2 separate regions of the Sus scrofa genome follow, and region 2 is linked to region 1. The links are chromatin contacts, called in public promoter capture Hi-C maps. All regions are on one chromosome and are shown on one strand. Each heading gives the region's core, a stretch centred on a gene start, on an enhancer-like site or on the middle of the called end of the contact. The rest is flanking DNA. Distances are from core to core; before and after follow the strand shown.

Region 1 (6,242 bases), core at 1,864-4,363:
TGGGAACGTCCTATGCCCTGGGTATGGCTGGAAAAAAAATAATTTACAAACAAGCACAAGAGGTGAAGACACAGAAGAGACGGTTAAAGGGTTTGAAAGTGGGAGTCTAGGGTGGAAAAGACGGATAATAAGAGTGCTGCTTTGTGTTATAATTTGTCTGAAATTTCCTTGCATCGTATACTTTGTTAAACATAATAATTGATTAAAAAACAAGAACACCAGGGCACTTGGCCTGCCCACGGGCACCGGGCTAGTTCATGGCCTCTGCCGGGGCGGGAACCCCGATCTGCTGCCTCTGTTGCCAAATGTCCCGTCACCACCTCAGGCCTGGACACTGGCCTGTTCCTGACTCCCCTCCCCCACACCCACCCAGCCAGCCCTGAAGGGCCCAGCAGAGCCCCGCAAACGCCAGTCAGGTGCCCGATGATGAGGGCAGGCGCCACAAGAACTGGGGCAACAATTGCTCACGCTGAGGTGACTCAGGCAGGAAGGGGAAGGAAGGGGTAGGTGTGTCTGAGGAGGAGGTGGCTTCCGTGCCCTCACTCCAACCTTGGTGTGCAGGGCCACCAGATGTAGCAGATAAAAACACAGGATGCCCAGTAAACTTTGAATTCCAGTCCACAAGGGATAATTTTAAAGTACGTCTCAGATATCACATGGGACGTATTTATGCCAAAAAGCATTTGTCTCTAATGCGAAATTCAAACTTAACTGGACATCCTGCTATTTTTATTTATTTATTTATTTGGCCTCCGCGAGGCATCTGGAGTTCCTCAGCCAAGGATCGGATCTGAGCCACAATCGCAACCTATGCCCCACCGGCAGCAATGCTGGATCCTTAACCCATTCTGGTGGGTGGGGGATCAAACCTGCATCCCAGCACGCCCAAGAGACCACCGATCCCGGCGCACCACCGTGGAAACTCCTGTCTTATCCAGCAACTCAAGATCTTGGGGAAAAAGCCCCTCTCCTGGGGCAACTGTGACTCTTCTGTGGGGGGCAGAACAGTAACTCTGGACGAAGAAATCCCTGAGGAGTGAGATGCTGAGAGAAGGAGAAGGAGGGCATGCTCTCCTGCTCTATCCTGACCGCCACCTGTGAGAGCGGCCCTGGGGCTGACCTGGAGGAACGTCTTAGCCACAGACACAACCATGGGTCTCTTCCTGTGAGGCCTCTCAGTGGAACCATCTGCGCTGCCTCAATCCGGGGCAGCGCTGGCATCTGAGGTGGGACCACAGCAGGAATAGTAACAGACCACGAAGAACACATCTCTCCCTTCTTAAGCATGGGGTGGGGCAGCAGAAGCCACAAAGGAAAAGATTGCTGGCTAGGTTTCAGATGACATAATGACATAACTTCTGACCACAAAAGATACCATCAACAAAGAGAAAAGACAAAGGATAGACTGGGAGGAAATATTTGCAACGTATATCCTGATCCAAACTATATAAAGAGCTCCCACAGTTCAATAAGAAAAAGACAAACACGGGAGAAAAAGGAACAAAGGATAACAGGATGGTTAGTTTTTTCTTTTTATTACCATGTAGTTGGTGTGCATCATCTTATCACTTACAGGGGGACAATACAGTGAGTCCGTTTTTAAAGGCTATACTTTGCTTACAGTTCTTATAAAATATTGACTATATTCCCTGTTGTACAATATACCCTTGTGGCTTATTTTATACGTAATAACTTGTACCTCTTAATGTCCTACCCCATATTGTCCCTCCCCCGTTCCTCTCCCTCTGTGCTCGCTTTGTCCACAGAAGCATAAAGATGCACAGGAAGGGGAACGAGTGTGCAGAGTAGTCTTGACGTTCAGTAGGAGCCTTACTGAACCTCTGGGCCCTCTCCAGTCCCAGGAAGAGCACCACTGTCACACAATTCTTCAGCCCTGCCACCTCCTCCCTACCCAGACCCCTACCACCCCGGATCTTGGTTGGTTGTCCCCCAACCCCAGCCTCACCCTCGGCTCAAGCTCTCCCTCCACTCGGCACCACCAAACACTGTCCTTCCCCCAAGGCCCAGCACCAGGCTTTCTCTGAGCCTCTCCTCTCTCTCGGGGTACTTCCCGTTGCCCATCTCTGCCCAGGCCAGGGCTTCTGGGCACCAAGCAGTCTAGCTTCTGCTGCTGGCAAATCTGTCCTATGTGGTACACTTGAAAAAGCAGCATATCAATTCCTGGGAGGCAGGGACCACTGAAATTAGGAAGCCACTTTGGCTACGCACCCACCTCCAGCCCAGCCGGGTGCCACACCCCCAGCAGTTCCTCAAGTCCACTACATTGAACTTGGCCCTCGATCCCTGCTCAAGGCTGCCCCTGCCATCTGGTTTCCTGATGCTTCTCCCAACACCACCCCCCCCCCGGCCATTTCTCCAACCCCTCCCCACCTGCCACCTAAAATCCTCCAAGACTCAGCTCAAAACTCAGCCCTCAGGTTGGAATGAAATCTCTTCTTCCCTGCCCAGAACCAACCTACTTCCTTTCCCTTCCACGCACCTAGAGCATCTGGCACAGGTAAGGTAAGGACTTCGTACCTTAAATCAGATTTAACCTGAGCCTGTCTCCCCTTCTCCAACCCCCACCGCACCCTTGCTGGGAGCACCTTAAGGAAAGGGCCTGCCTGAGAGCTGTTCATCTTTGCCCTCACAACTCTCCTTCAACCCCCTTTGGGGCCTGGCTGCCCAGCATTAAATCCGAGTTGACTGAACAGAATAGAAACAGGATGCACAAATGTTCCAAGACCAGAAGCCGACGGCCTGCGAAAGCTCTGGAAGCACGCTCTAACCGAGAGCTCCCTTGGATGTTAATATCTCAGGAGTCGGCGGGCGAGGCGGACACTCGAAGCCTGGCAGAGTCGGCCAGGGCGTCACATGATTCTCCAATCACATGATCCCTGGAAATGGGGGGGTTGGGGTGAAAGAGGAAGGGAGGGAGGAGAGTGAAATGAGTAGGAAAGAAGCACAGGATTCCAGGTTGGCCCCGCCTTTATGTCGACGAGTAGCCAATGGGAGCGTGACAGTCCAGATACCTGGCCAATGGAAACTGAGGTGGGCGGGCCATCGCGCCGAGGGGCCCTACTTGGTGAGCTGCCGGACAGCTGCTGCCCAGAGCTGACCGCGACGCAGGTAAGAGGGGTGGCCTCGGAGCGCTCCCGCTTGCTCCTTCCCAGGGGCCCGGCCAAGGGGACGTGGAGACTTGAGGGTCCTCAGGAGTTTCAGAGAGGAGACACGAAAAGACTCCCTTAGAGAAACTCCCATGCACTGGAGGGAGTTTTATGGGGAGGGGGAGTAAACAGTAATTGCAGTGACTCCCATTAGAAGGGGCCCTCTCCTTCTCCAGCAACCCCGGAAGCTGCAGCCCCTTCCCCTAAAGCAGGGACCACTCTGTTCTTGAGCTGACTCCGCCCCCGTTGGCAGGTGCTGGTGGTGGTTTGGTAGGGGGTGTCTGCTGTGGCTGGGAGCAGACGAGGCGCCAGCCGGTGGTCCCCGACCTCAAAGGGCTGGGAGTAGGGCTTGAGACCGTGGCCTCCTCAAAGGCCGTAGGGACTTGGGAGTGGTGATTGAACCCCTGGGTTGCATCTGGCTTTTCTTTACTTCCTCTCGTGGCGGGTGGGAAAAGCTAACTTCCGCCTCTCCCCGTCACTTTTCCCCGGCTCTCCGCAGCTGGGTTGGTTCACCTTTTGAGAAGCTCTCTCCTGGCACTTGGAGTTGGGGGCTGCCACCTAGTGGAAGATGACGGAGCTTAGGGGCCTGAAGAGGCTCCTGATCTCCCTCTCTGCTGGCGGTGTGCGGTGGTGGTGGCACCGTGGGAACCCTACTGAGAGGAGTCGGGTCCCCTCCCCCCTCCCTTGTCCTGAGTGTGCGTGCGCGTGCATGCATGTGTGTTCGGTCGGCGCATGCATAACCTCAGGATGCCCAGGAAGGGAAATGTGCATAAATGAATCACTAGGGTGCTGAGTGGTCCTTGGTGTGTGCAGACAGGCCCTCCCTCCAGCCTGAGTCAGGCCAGCAGGACAAGTCTGAGGAGGCTTGAGGCTGGACTCCCAAGAAGCAGGTGGAGCCAGGTGTAGATGCCTTGCAGGGAGCTGCGGGCATTGGAGAAGAGCGTGAAAGGGCCACAGGCCAGGACTGGGCTTCTTCAGCCTTACCCGGCCAGGAGACGGCCTCGTGGAGGTGGTCTTTGAGCTGAGAGGGGCCACCGAGGAAAGCCAGGTGAGGGAGAGAGGATTGTGCAAACCCCTGCTGCTCGTAGTGTGCAGTGTATACACACAGAGAGACTCACGGGCAACCAAGGCCCAGAGACAGGGAGCGACTGTGGCGGCTGTCACAGACTAGGGGCCGCGTGTGGTAAGTATCCAGGCAGCCCCTACACTCTCTGTTCCTGTCCTGCCTGGTCCACCAGCCCAGGAAGTGCTTTTGTCCCACTTCTCAGTTTGGACCCCAGGCCTCTACCCTCCTGGGGTCTGGGGTCCTTTCCCAGGTACTGTCCACGGTGCCGCTTGTGAAATGAACTTAGGTCGAATAATATACTCTGGAGCCATCAAAGCCTGTGGTGTGACCTGGGCAGGTTATTTAACACCTCTACACCCCAGCATCCTCCTTTGAAAAGTAAAGGTAGGGAGGTCCTGTTGTGGCTCAGCGGGTTACAAACCCGACTAGTATCCATGAGGGTGCAGGTTCAATCCCTGGTCTCTCTCAGTGGGTTAAGGATATGGTGTCGCCGTGAGCTGTGTCGCAGCTTGGAGCCTAAGTTGCTGTGGCTGTGGTGTAGGCTGGCAGCTGCAGCTCCAATTCAGCCCCTAGCCTGGGAACGTCCATATGCCACAGGTGTGGCCCTAAAAAGCAAAAAAAAGAAAAAAAAATAATAAAGATAATAATGACTCCTTTAGATGGTAAAGAAATACCATAGCATGTTGTAACTGGCTCCTAAGAGGCTCGAGAGACATGACTGATTTTGCCTCTCTAGGCAGAGTCGCATCTTCCAGGCCTGCCCCACAAGGCTGGCCGAGCTTGGGGGAAGAGTTGTTTAGGAAGTGAGAGGCTGCGCTCCTTCAGAAACCGGGGCTTGGTTCCTTTTTCTGATTCAGATCGGCACCGGGTGGGCAGCCCTGGGCTGTCTCCACCTGCAGCCGGGTTTCGGCTCCAGGGTGGGGAGAGGCAGGGGAAGGGAGGGTGGTATGTCTGCACATTCTGAAATGGCCTGGTGGTACTAGGGGGCCCTTACAACACCGGGGTCCCAAAGGTTGACCCAGCCTGTGTGTCCCCTTCTTTGGGTGTGGAGGGGACAGTCAGTGGGCAGGTGGTAGCTGGCCTCTGGGGAAGGTAGCCCAGGCTCCATGGGCACCATACTTCCTTTTTCACAACTTTCTCAACCCTGTGGTTTCCCATATCGTCACACGCCCCCACTTCTCGGCCACCAGAACTTAGCAGGGTGCAGGTGTGAGCACAGCATCAGACAAGGTGGCATCTAGAGGGGCCGGCTCGGGAAGCGGAACTCCGACTTTTCTTCGAGTGGAAACTCCCTCCTTGTCCTCCAGCCCCGTTCTCCCACGGCGACTGAGGTCTTCCCCACCCCTGGGAGGTGGCCATGTCCCCACAGATCAGACCCGCAGAATCCACGGGTCTTCCTGACTCTCACATGCCCACATCTCTGCACACTTAGCCACGGAGGCTCAGGTGTCAAGCCACATGCTGGGGACACAGATTCACACATGTGCTCAGGCCAGCATTTATGCTCACGGGTCTACACGCGTAGGAAGCTGAATCTCAGGCCCCACACCTTTCTTCCCGCCTGGATGGGGTATAGCTGGGGGGACTCGGGGAGTCTTGGGGCCGGAGCCTGGGGCTGGGGGAGTGACTGGCTCCAGCGTGAAGGGCCGTCTGAGCTTAAGCTAGTTGCCAAAAGCCTCTTGCTATTTTGCAGGTGGACCATGTGGACCCTGGTGAGCTGGGTGGCCTTGGTGACAGGGCTGGTGGCTGGAACACAGTGCCCGGATGGTCAGCTCTGCCCCGTGGCCTGCTGCCTGGACCCGGGAGGAGCCAGCTACAGCTGCTGCAATCCCGTTCCGGTGAGTGCCCTTTGGCTCAGGCAAGAGCTGGTGGCCTGGGAATTCCCAAAGAGTCACCTTGGATTGGCCAGAGGAGGGGGCCAGGCTCGGCTCCTTTGGTTTATCCGCTCTTCTCGCCTTCCAGGACAAGTGGCCCAAGGCACTGAGCCAGCATCTGGGCGTACCCTGCAA
Region 2 (6,483 bases), core at 1,579-4,078, 230 kb before region 1:
GCAGTGGTTTTCAAATCTTTGTAGGTCATGAATTCCTGAGAACCTGAAAAATACTTCAGATCTTCACCCAGGAAACACATAAACTCACTTGTGCACAAACACACAATTTCAGGAGGTTGAGAAGCAACACCCCACCAACATCAAGTTCATGCATATGGACTCCAGGTTAAGAAGTAAAAACAAGCCCTCTCCCAAAGGACAAAAGCCAGCTCTCAACTCTATTTCCCCATTTGGGCATTAAGACATTTCTTAAAATCTGAAGATATCCAGGAATAAACAGAAAAACTAAACTGCTATATTTTTCCGAAAATACAAGCAATTGTAAATTAGTGAAAAAAATGAAAAAACAATGGACAATGTATGTGCCACCAAGACTCAATGAGACTCAAATTTCCCATCATTTTGGAGAGCCAGAACTGCCCTCAAGTCCTTACCTTACTAACATTGAGTGAAGCTAGGGGAGGAGGGGTTTCTGTTCGGTCATTAATTATTTCCACTTCTGAAACATACTGTAAGTTTATGAGCAAGATGTCTGCGTGGTTGGGCTTTCCACTGGAAGAGGGACATTCTGGTGAGAAAATAAAGTTAAGGAAAATTGGGGGAAGCAGAGCACTAACACATTCCAAAGGGACATGGAAAACACAATTCACACATGACTTGTGTAAAAGGTATGCCACAAGCAAGAGGGTGGCCTCAGGAGAATCAGCTCTCCTCAGGAAATCTCTGCCTGTCACCTTCCTCCCGATCAACCCCACGACCAAGGGATCTCAAGCTTTTCAAAGGAAAACACAATCCAAAATTGGAAGCCTCAACAGGGTTTCTGTCACCTTCTCTCTGCTGGTTTTATGCAGAGGCTTGACGTAGTTTTAATGCTGTAAGTATACTGTTTGCCTTGAACCTAATGAACCACACAGGAGAGCAAGTACTTTCTGTTCTTGGTATCCTTCCTATATCTGAACAGTGCTCTTTTCACTTTTTCAGATTTGAGATTTCCCATTTTGCAGGAAAAAACTACAGCACTGGAAAGGAAGCTCACTCAAGGTGACCCAGCTAGTTAACCCATCCATTCATTCACTCACTCACTCATTCTCTGACCATTTAAGAGCATACTGTATATCAATTAAAAGCTGAGTAATTTCTCATTCCAAAACCCCTCCAATTAAACCAGTAATGTAAATGGTCTTTAATCCAGGTATGTATTCTTGTATTTAAAAAACACAACAAAGTAGTTCCCATTGTGGTGCAGAAGAAACAATCCAACTAGTATCCATGAGGATATGGGTTTGATCACTGGTCTCGCTCAGTGCGTCAGGGGTCTGGCAATGCCATGAACTGTGGTGTAGGTCGCAGACACCACTTGGATCCCACGTTGCTGTGGCTGTGAAGAAGGCCAGCTGCTGTAGCTCCAATTAGACCCCTAGGCTGAGAACTTTCATATGCTGTTGGGTACAGCCCTAAAAAAAAGCAAAAACAAAAACAAAACTATTCTTGCTGTAATTAGTTTCAAAGGACATCTTCCTAAGCTAGAAATCTAGGACTAGTGGTTAAATAAATTAAAACACTTGCCACTCAAAAGCAACTGACTCAGAAAGAAACTTCCTTTTGAAAGGTGCCATTAAAAAATTACTCCAAGAAAAAAAAAAGCCAAATAAACCCACCTGTGGCTCAAATAAGAGGGGAAGGGGTGGCACATTTATTACAACCAGGAAGTATTTTGTTTCCAAGAATGACTTTCCTGGAGTAATTCAGAAATCATTTCCACCCCGAAGAGGCTACTTTTTCCATTCTAACACTGCCACTTTCCAAAGGGAAGGCTACTACTATGGAAAATCAGGATTCCATGCGCTGGGCTGAGCAAGAGAATATAACTTACTCTTTCACCTGTAACCCATACATCGATACATAAGCCCCCGAAAAACGTGGTCCTCTCTCTGCACCAGGTTTCCAACACAAACATCCCCAAAATAGCAATTTCCATATGACTGAGAAGCCCAAAATTCAGCACTCCCCGCCCCCACTGGCACCACAAGCACACACACAAGCACCAGGAAAACAAGCCCCATCCCCAGTTCAGATACAAACTCCTATCCTGCACTTACTCTCCCCCCAAAAAGGAGAGACCCATTTGGTCACTACCCCACCGCCCTTTCTTGGACGAAATCCCATCAGCAGACAAACCACCTAAACTCCATACCCTTGTCCCACTAGCAGTTCCTTACTCTGCACACCCCGTCCCCACAGGATTTTACCCTCCCCGCCTCCATCCGGGCTCCATTCCCCAGCCCCCTCCCACGACCACCCCTCTTCTAATCACTGTGTCCTCTCTCCTAGCGTTCGTCCCGAAAAGCCACCCGCGTGTCAAGCCCCCTCCACCCACCCACCCTCGTACGGGGCCCAGCTCCCACAACGCGTGGGGGACAGGGTCCCCACCGCGGACCGAGGGACCCGCGAGAGGGGGAGGGGAGCTCAGGGCCGCGCGCATGCGCTCCGAGCGCCGCGGTAGCCGGTCGCCCCTAGGCCCGGAGAGGCCCCAGCCACCGCTGTCGTCCCCCGCCCCCCCACCACCACCGCACATACACGCCGGCCCGGCCTTGGGCTCCGCGCAGGGAAGGATACTTAAAGCCAGCATTTTGGACTGGTAGTCGAAGGCTACCACCTCGCCCTGCAGCCGCTGCTCCTGGCACGTCCGGCACGACACCTGGCTCCCAACGCTGAAGTACTCGCCCGGAGGAGCCGCCATCTTGGGAGAGCAGCCGCGGCCGGCGGCAGCGGCGGCAGCAGCGGGCGAAAGCCGGGCCCCCAGTGAGCGCCGCGCCGCGACGCACGAGGCGTGCTGACGTCACACGCCAGGGCGTGGCCTGGGTTGGGTGGGGCGGGATCCTAGGTGGAAGAGGGTAGACGAGGAAATAAAGAGGAATCTAAATAATTATGTTTGTGCAGCTGCGCCCACTTGGTGAAGTGTTTGCAGGGTCCATTTTAGAAGTTAAAGATAAATGACCTATGTAGAATAAAAAAAGGAAGGAGGAGGGAACTGCAATCTTCATTACGTTCACGCCTAGACGCAAGAGTTTAATGAATGAACTCTGTATTTTACATATGAGGAATCGAAGTCCCAGAAAACTCATCAAAACTTGCTCAAAACGATTATACCTAGTTATAAAGTGGTAGTGGAAAGGACTTTGGCTGTCGAATTGGCTAAACTGGAATCAGTATTCCACTGAGTTATATGACCTTGAGCAAATTATTAAACCTGATCCTGTTTCTTTACTCCGTATGTATTGTCGCTATTGAGCACCCAACAACCCTTCGATGTAGAAGTCAATATTCTCATTTTATAGATGAAGAAACTAAGTCTTAGGCTAAACTTTTTCCAAGGTCGCACAACTAGCAAAGATTCCATCTACCTGTTTCCAAAGAGAGTGCTATTTACTGCTATGCTATATTAGACAATACCTCATAGAGACTTTGGGAGGAGTGGAAGATAAAAAAAATAACGAGTACAAATGCATGGCATGTAGTAGGTCCTTAGTAAATGGTAGTATCTCTGCCATCACCCCTCACCCTTGGAACTCAAAATTCTTCCCCATCTCCGGTCTTGTCCCCTCCTCCAGAAAACCAAGCAAAGAGTGAGGAGCAGTGGTAGGGACAACTGTAGCCATGGAGCAGGAGTTTGGGGCTCCCTATTAATGACTATCTAAGATCAAAAACAATTTTCCTAACGTGTAAGTACCATGCAGATGCATTTTCAAGCCCTACTATTGCAAATTACCATCCCTAACCCATCTACCCCTCCACTATAGAAATTCTGGAGCCTCACGTCTAAATAACAACAGGCAGAGGGAGGGACACAAAGGGCCAGACCTGACACTTCTTAACCTGAACAAAGTTCAAAAATTTTTCCTTGCCTTGCAAGAGCCATCAACTTCCTAATGTTGGGTCAATATTAGTATAATCATTTTAATAGAAATAAACATTCAAATCCCTCATCCTTGCGTTTTTCAGAGAATCTTCATGTCTCCCCCATAAGTCATAAATAACTGCCACTCCACTTTTTATGCAATGTTGTCATTGTTGATTTTCATAAATGGTTGCCAGGCACTGTTAGAAAAAGATTCCTGGAAGAAGTAAAAAATCTGAGACCTGAAGGATAAGCGGCGAAAGAGCGTGGCCATGTTCCAGGCAGAGGGAACTGCAGATGCCAGGACCCCTGAGAGAAGAGAGCTTGGTGATATCAGGCAGCTCAGAAATATCAGGAAACAGTGTGAGACTGGGCTGGTAAAATTTGTGTGGCTAGAGCCCAAGCAAACTTTCAAAGACTTAGGAAATTGAATTTTTTTTTCCTTTGGGGCAATTGAAAAACATTTAGCAAAGGAGTGAAATGAGATTTTTTTTATCTAGCTTCCCTTCCCCACACCGTTTTAATTAGTGAAATTAATCTTTCCAAGAAAAACCCGGATTTACATTTTCATCTTCACCCTTAAAAAACAAAACAAAACACTCTCCAAGAACAAAGTTGCTTGAGGTAGGAAGGAACCACTTCAGCAGTCTCCTCCCACCTCACCTCTGCCTTTAGGCAAGACCTCGCCTGGAATAGCTGAGATTTCTATTTTCTGTGTGTGCTCCTTCAGAGGATTATTCCAATTTTTGTCGTGGGTGTGTGCCCCTCCTCTTCCCTTACCAAGCTAGCTACTATCTCATGGTTTATCTGCCCAGCGGGGTTTTGGAAAGCAAAATGACAAAAGGAGAGGAGCAAGGCAAGCTTAGAACTGGGAGGAAGTGTGACTTAGACTGCTATGTGTAAGCCTTTAGGGACAACTTCTCAAGATCAAGAGGCTTATCTGTCAGCCTCTAAATCAACAGCGTTTGAATTCAAGCAGTGGAGGCTTGAACCGATTAGCCAGCAGTGTGTGCCAACTCAGCCTCCCACTTCAGCGCCCACCGGAGATGCCTAGCTCGATCTCCAGAAGATCTCCAAATATCTTTGGAGGGTAGCGGTAGCGGAGGAGAAAGGTTTGGTCTGGAAGGATCCTGGCCCTAAAAATTACATATCCATCCTCACAGCAGCAAAGGAAGGACCCTGGGCGCGTCACCGACCCTCAGGTTAGTCTGTCCCTTGACCCGGAACAGCAGCGGCAGTGGCCTCTTACGCTGATGCCCACGTGCCGGCAACAGCAGCCACGTGGGGATCTGCGGAAACGCCTTCGCAAAGATTTGTCCCCTGCGCTGCCCAGTAGAAAGGAAGGCCCGGGAAGAGCGCAGAAGGAAACGGTACCGGCAGGAGGCCGGGCTGGGGCAAGCCGGGGCTGCCGGGGGCGGGGCAGGGGCGGGGTTTCGCTGGCAGCTGCCGGGGGCGTGGCCTCGACTCCGAAGGGTGGGCTTTGGAGCGCAGTGAGTAGCAGTTTCCTTGTCTCCTGGACTCCTCCGCTTCCGCCCTAGATCAAACCCTGGCCGGGCCGGCCACTGGGTGGTCATGGAGTCCACACTGGGCGCGGGCATCGCGATGGCCGAGGCGCTGCAGAACCAGCTGCCCTGGTTGGAGAACGTGTGGCTCTGGGTCACCTTTCTGGGCGACCCCAAAAGCCTCTTTCTGTTCTACTTCCCTGCGGCCTACTACGCCTCTCGCCGGGTGGGCATCGCGGTACTCTGGATCAGCCTCATCACCGAGTGGCTCAACCTCGTCTTCAAGTGGTGAGACAGCGAAGCCCTCCGGCGTCCTGGTCCCCCACCCCCAAGGGCCTTAAGTCCTGTGCAGTTCCTGATCTCTCTCTCAGCAGGTGCCTCAAAGGCCTGGCACCCTCCCAACAGTGAACCCATGACCCCGTAAAGATCTGCCCACCCCCTAGCCCGTGGCCACTGACTTTTCCCCTTGGAGCATCTTTGTGCGTCTTGGACTCAGACCTCAGAATCCCCCTCCTAATCATTAGACTAGGGTTTAACGGGCCTGATCAGAGAAATCACCGAGGGGGTCGTGTTTAAAATGCAAATACCCCATTCCACCTCTGATGGACTGATTTTGAAACTCTAGGGGAGGGGCTGGGAATCTGTATTTTAACAAGCATCTATGATGACTTGAGTAGCAGGAAGTCCTGCTTCTCAACTCACTGTTTATCACAACTTATTTATTCATTCGTGTATTTGACCGAGTTTTTCAAGAAGTTTTTCAGTTTTTAAGAAGCATCGTTCATGCTAGGCTTTCGCACTAGCTGCTAAGGACGGGGAAGACTTGCAAATTAAGGTGTGGTCCCCGGACAATGGCCAGCAGCACTTAAAGCATTTAAAAACTTGCTCAAAATGAAGAATCTCAGGCCTCAGACCAGGGCTACTGAATCAGAATCTGTGTTTTTAACAAAGACCCCGGTGATTCACGTGCACAGTAAATTGTCAAAAGGACTGGGCTAAAGCATTGCCTTTCAGGGACCACTTTCTCCTCTTCCTTTTCCCCTTCATTCACGAGTGGGCTCTTCATACAGACTTAGAAGCCAG

Evidence for each region. Promoter capture Hi-C pulls out the DNA fragments that hold promoters and counts their contacts.
Region 2: a contact with region 1 is called in a promoter capture Hi-C map of liver, with 3 times the contacts expected there. The contact joins the promoter of LSM12 here to the promoter of GRN in region 1. A contact is called at or near these places in 1 of 5 promoter capture datasets (liver), 4 of 47 Hi-C or Micro-C datasets (heart right ventricle, liver and skeletal muscle) and 1 of 2 datasets of contacts at active chromatin or transcription factors (alveolar macrophages).

The regions. Positions count from the first base shown.
Region 1 is chr12:18,897,315-18,903,556 of Sscrofa11.1, reverse strand. GRN (granulin precursor) reads left to right here and starts at 3,113. Exons shown (of 13, transcript NM_001044578.1): 1 at 3,113-3,129; 2 at 5,927-6,071; 3 at 6,196-6,242. The coding sequence starts at 5,934.
Region 2 is chr12:19,124,975-19,131,457 of Sscrofa11.1, reverse strand. LSM12 (protein LSM12 homolog) reads right to left here and starts at 2,828. Exons shown (of 5, transcript XM_021066900.1): 1 at 2,617-2,828; 2 at 435-568. The coding sequence starts at 2,740. G6PC3 (glucose-6-phosphatase 3) reads left to right here and starts at 5,167. Exons shown (of 7, transcript XM_003131354.4): 1 at 5,167-5,268; 2 at 5,437-5,688. The coding sequence starts at 5,471.